Regions from separate parts of the Drosophila melanogaster genome. Here region 1 is linked to region 2. A link is a contact called in public Hi-C data. All regions are on one chromosome and are shown on one strand. The core of a region is the stretch at or near the end of the contact, and the rest is flanking DNA. Distances in the headings are between cores, read along the strand shown.

Region 1 (2,700 bases), core at 31-2,530, 2.9 Mb before region 2:
AAAATTTAAAGAAGCAAAATCTGTCTTTGTTTTGGCAATTCTTGGAGTTGGTTTCTTTGGGCATAATTTGAATTTTCTTTAGCTTTCCCAAGCACCGCACATGGAAAATGCTTGCAAAATGGCACACTGACCACATATAAACACTCGCACGCACGCACACACACAGCACACAAACGCACACATACACACACAGACACACACGGGGATTACAAGTTGGCAGAACAGTGGCAGCGAAGTCAGCAGCGGCATCGACTGCCAACACAATTTCCATTTGCCTATTCCGCTTTTTCACTTTGTTGTTGTTGTTGTTGTTATTTGGCCAGAGGATGTGGTGTGTTGTTGGTGCCAGGATTCCTTCGATAAGGACTATTTACCGAGCCAAGTTTCCTTTGAGCCGCCGTCGCTCTCGAGTCGCAAATTCACACTGAGCCGGAGTTTTGGATTCGGTTTTGGATGCTGGTTGCTTCGCACTCGGATGCTGCTGGTTGTGCTGCTTTGGTCTTCTGCCGCCGCGGCCAAGGACTCAGGCGCAGGCTGTCGGCGCAGAAACCATCGCCCCAATTCTCTTCGCCTTGGTCCTTTTAAGAGAGCCGGAAGAGCGCGTATTAAGTGAAGAGCGGAAGCGCGTGGTGGATTAACCACTTGAAAACCGTGGCGCCCGCACTTCAGCAAATGCGTTGCAAATGCACACATTACGTCCACTTGTAATTAGCGGGCTTAATGCACATCAAGCATCCGCTTTTCGGCGGATATAGGGAGGGAAGTCCCTGCGACAAGCCTATCGAGATTGCAAATCGAGTCGAGTGTTGCAGCGATCAGTATATGCCTGACACCGATCAAGCGCTTCAATGACTTTCAACGATAGTGTAATATATCGGTATAACTTACAGGATTTTAAATGAAAAAGCAACAAGATTAAACTCGTTTTAGAATAGCAATTAAATGTTTAATTTTCGATTGACTTTATAAATATTTAAGTTAATATTAATAATGTAATATAAATATCAATATACTAGATTTCTTGATATTTATGCGTAGAGCTTTGAAAGCATTGTATTGTTTTACACTGTTTACAATGCTAGAATATTTTTTTGTTATAAATATTTTATTAATAAAAGTCTTAGCATAGTGCCTGGGCACAAATTTGCCCAACTAAAATATTGCTGAAGGTTATGTTAACCACTTTTCAAAAAAAGATTTAAAACCTATCGCATTCGCTTCATTCGACGTCCATCTCTAAGTGTGACCCTTGGATGTGGCGATTGTACGGGCTATCGATAACTCCGACGCGACAGCGACGCGGCAGAGAAAACTCGTTGATGCCTTTCGTTTGACTAATTTTATATAACTTTCGGAGTGACAACACGGCCGACACATAAACAAAAAATATATCCTAGCTTGTGAATATTTAGGCACACACTTCACACACCTGCAACGCGGCCTGCAGTTCCAAATTCTTCGTGTTTTCGATCAAGGTGTTCCAGGCGGTAAACAAACAACAGCAACAACAGCTGGCACCACAAAAACAACAACAACACGGCGAACAACCTGTAAGACCTTGAGGGGATTTTTTTCGGATTTATATTGCGCGGCAATGGCAATCTAATCTAAATTATTCCACCAGGTGCGCTTCTGATTAACATTTCTGGTCAGATATATTCAATTAGCAAAGCGGTAGCATCATGTCGATCAGGAGAGCTATGTCCACAACGGCCTCAAAGGAGTGGCGGGATTACTTTATGAGGTCTGTTTGTTGGTTATCAATTGGCCTTATATGACTTATTGTAAATATTGCTTTTTATATCCACAGTACCCACTTCTGGGGCCCGGTGGCCAACTGGGGTATTCCGGTGGCTGCTCTCGCCGACACACAAAAGAGTCCCAAATTCATCTCCGGCAAAATGACATTGGGTAAGGATATCCCCCCTTGGGTTTTGGCCTCCATCTGGCATCCATACACGCGCGACTGGCATCGAAAGTTTTCGCTTAAGATGTCGTAATCAGAGCCGCTGTGATATGTTCTAAACAAATCACTCTATAATGCCTGATAAGCCAGATACGGAAACTGTCGAAACGTCTGCCGATAAGATTGCACAGAGAAAAAACTAAGCACAATTTGTCCATTTTACTCCATAATCCGATTCCATCGGAATAAGATGCCAGCGAGGCAATATGCACATAATGTAATGGAAATTATGACAAATTTTGCTTATAATTTGTCCTGTGCCTTTGCCTATGTAAATAAGTCTCCCAGAAATGCTTATCCTCGATCTTTTCCAGCTCTGACCCTGTACTCGTGCATCTTTATGCGATTTGCCTACAAGGTCCAGCCCAGGAATTGGCTGCTCTTCGCCTGCCACGCTACCAATGCCACCGCCCAATCGATCCAGGGTCTTCGCTTCCTTCACTACAATTACGGGTCTAAGGAGCAGCAGGCGTAAATGTAATCCTTGCCCCGAAATCCACTTCCCCGAGACGCGACGCGCGAAGCCACTTCAAATGTTTACCCAACAGCAGCAGCTATCGCAATTTACTGCCACCACACGCAACGAAGATCTAGCAAATTGCACTGCCGCAATCCCATTCAAATCAAATCCAAGTGGTGGAGTAATTGCCGTGAATCACACCCGCACAATCGGCTGAATCTCGAATCGCGAAGTTGTCGTGCCCCAGTAGCCGTTTTCGCTGGGGTCAAATTCC
Region 2 (2,700 bases), core at 117-2,616:
TTTCTTGAATAATTTTTTCTTTTCATTTTTTCCCCACATACATATATTATACATATACATACAAGTCGATGTTGATAAGGCCTCGTTGTTGTCGTCGCCACAACTCAACGACCGCAGGGCCAAGTGGATCGGCAGCGGTACCATGGAACGGGACCCATCGTTTGGACTCGCATTTTGTTTTTCAGTCGTTTCAACCTCCTTATATATTTATATATATATACACATACATATATATAAAATATATACTCGGGCACGCATATGGGCACTTGCTGGGTGCCACTGCCTGGAGCTGTAAGGCAATGCCCCACCCCTTGGCTGGACGGGATCCGGAGTTTTGTGCTTTTTGGGTTCGTTGATCGTCATGCTGGTTTCTCGTAATCGACATAATTTTCCCTACTTTTCCCTGTCGGTCCCTTTTCAATTCCTTAAATTTTCTTAGACACTTTTTGCTTGGATGCATTCCACAACATTTAATAATCTTACTGCGACTTGAACTGAAATATTTATTCTTAGAAACCATTTTAAGCCTAAAACTCATTAAAATCATGACTGTTTGCAAAAAATGAATACAATGACTCATAATAATACGTACACTATGTCTTCCCAAGAGTTGTGACTAAACATTATGTGACATTTATTTATGTACATATGTAGCTTCATTTAGCACATATGCAACATTCCATTAGTATTATTTATGTTAGTTAAGACAATTGAGAGCAACTTCCCCCGAAGGCCAACAAATCGTCTGGTGAAACTTACCAAGTTGTCCATGGCCAGATTCCCATGCATATTCCGACAGCGATTGAAAATCCATTGTGGCTAGGTCCAGAATCGAGTGCTCGGATCCGTTGCGCTCATTATGAGGGGCGTTCGTTCGGCCCATGTGGTTTTCATCGATGATGACCGAGCCGCGGACATCTGGGCATCTGGCGATCTCAGGCGCTAAGCAAGCGTTAAATTTTCGGTTTCGATACTGTCCGGACTTTGAGGGGGCGTTAACCCGGCAAATGAAAGTGTCACACAGGTCACGCCGACGGATCACAACTCTTTCGGGGAACGATGAGGAGGCGGGTGGTGGCTTTTCCGGGCGCCCAACCGTCGATTATGTTGGTTAAACTCACGTCGCTTTTGTGGTTAAACACACGTTTGAAGGATTTCCCTTGCGCCGGCGCAACTTTCCTCACATTTTTCCACGCTCAAAGGGTTTTCTTCGGTTTCACGCCCAACAGATCACGGTGATAATCGCCGGGACACGACCCACGAATCCGCACCGGTGTGCCGGATGCAATCGATAGGATGGGATGGCACGGGATGGGTTCGGTTGGGAGTGGACCCGACCAGACCCGCATCCGAGCTCCGACCTACTACTACAACTTTTCAAATGCTACTCGGCCGGGAGCCACCCAAAGCAATGCGAGTAAAATATTCTTGATTAAAACTTATCAGAGCACATTTCATATCACCTTTTCAAAAACGCAACAACAGCAAAGTAACGATTGTACTTATTATCGGCGACGCAACCGTCGAACTCATTGCGCCGTGTACTCGGTACTTTGGCGTAGTTTGGCTGTCGCCGGTTCCGCTGATTGGACGCCGCCAAGATATGGCTATCTGAGCCGGGCCCGATTCCGATTCCACGATTGCCAGCCCCACAGGCGCCATCTCCGCCGCATGGACGCCACACGGGAGCGAGCAGGACGCTGGCACAGATAGAGCGAGAGGCAGGGTGGGCGATACCAAAACACGATTTGATTAAGTTGCATCACGCGTCGGTCGCGCGACTATCCTTATCGGGGCAACTCTCGCTCTCCGACTTGGTGAGTATATGCCATAGGTCCTTATCATCTGGCCTGCTTTGGCCAGATTTGATTTGGTGACGACAGCATTCGGAATCTGGCCACTATAGCGGAATGTACATAAGTTCCTGTTTCGAATGCTTACCAAACAGTAGAGAAAGGATCTTTAACCAACTTACTAAAAAAAAATATATATAAATTCCCCCAGATCCAATCCTGTAAATACCCAATTTCTAATTATTTCTCAAAGATACAAGCTCTTCCAAACTAATCTTTTTCTAAATCAAAAATATAAGTTCCTAATATAAATCCCACTTTTCTCTTTTATATCTAAGATATTTTCCGGTTTAGTAAAGATGGTTTATGAAAGATATAACATTTTTTTTGCGCTCAATAAATAGAGACTGATCTACATTAAACCAAACCGATAACAAAGCCTGGCAGACGACCTTGCCTATCTATGGCACTCCTACTATTCTCCCTACACACCCCCCCTTTCGATGAAGTTTATGATGAAGTTTATTTCCCACCAGGGAAATGCCAAAGAGTCTGGTAATTTTAAAAAACTAAAAAGCAAGCACGTTTCCAAAAAAAAACGATAAAAAAATGTAAAGATATTCCTATCTAATAGCAAAATGCCGGCTCTTATGACGTCACGCGTCGTGATAAGAGAACCAGTAATCAAGAAACAATAACAAAAAGCTGAGAACAAACATATTGCAAACAGAAACATTGATAAAACCAGACGAATCAGAAGCAAGGAGCGGGTGACGAGGCGAAAACAATGCTGGCGAGATAAGGAGGTAAATAACCTGGCGGAAAACTTTAAGTCGGCGCCTCGCCGGGCAGACCAAGATCCGACCCAGCCAGTAGGGAGAGGAGGAGGCCCTGGCCACAGGGTGCG

Evidence for each region. A called contact is a pair of places that touch in the nucleus more often than the background predicts.
Region 1: a contact with region 2 is called in a Hi-C map of the Kc167 cell line, with 2.4 times the contacts expected there. A contact is called at or near these places in 2 of 107 Hi-C or Micro-C datasets (both in the Kc167 cell line).

Annotation. Positions count from the first base shown.
Region 1 is chr3R:18,927,239-18,929,938 of dm6, reverse strand. It overlaps Mpc1 (Mitochondrial pyruvate carrier), which reads left to right and starts at 1,280. Exons shown (of 4, transcript NM_001275791.1): 1 at 1,280-1,550; 2 at 1,625-1,744; 3 at 1,811-1,911; 4 at 2,281-2,700. The coding sequence starts at 1,683. The coding sequence ends at 2,441. CG42613 reads right to left here and starts at 743. Exons shown (of 19, transcript NM_001260256.1): 1 at 375-743.
Region 2 is chr3R:15,984,847-15,987,546 of dm6, reverse strand. It overlaps lncRNA:CR44133 (long non-coding RNA:CR44133), which reads right to left and starts at 1,366. Exons shown (of 2, transcript NR_074017.1): 1 at 760-1,366. It overlaps srp (serpent), which reads right to left and starts at 1,395. Exons shown (of 8, transcript NM_001275690.1): 1 at 760-1,395.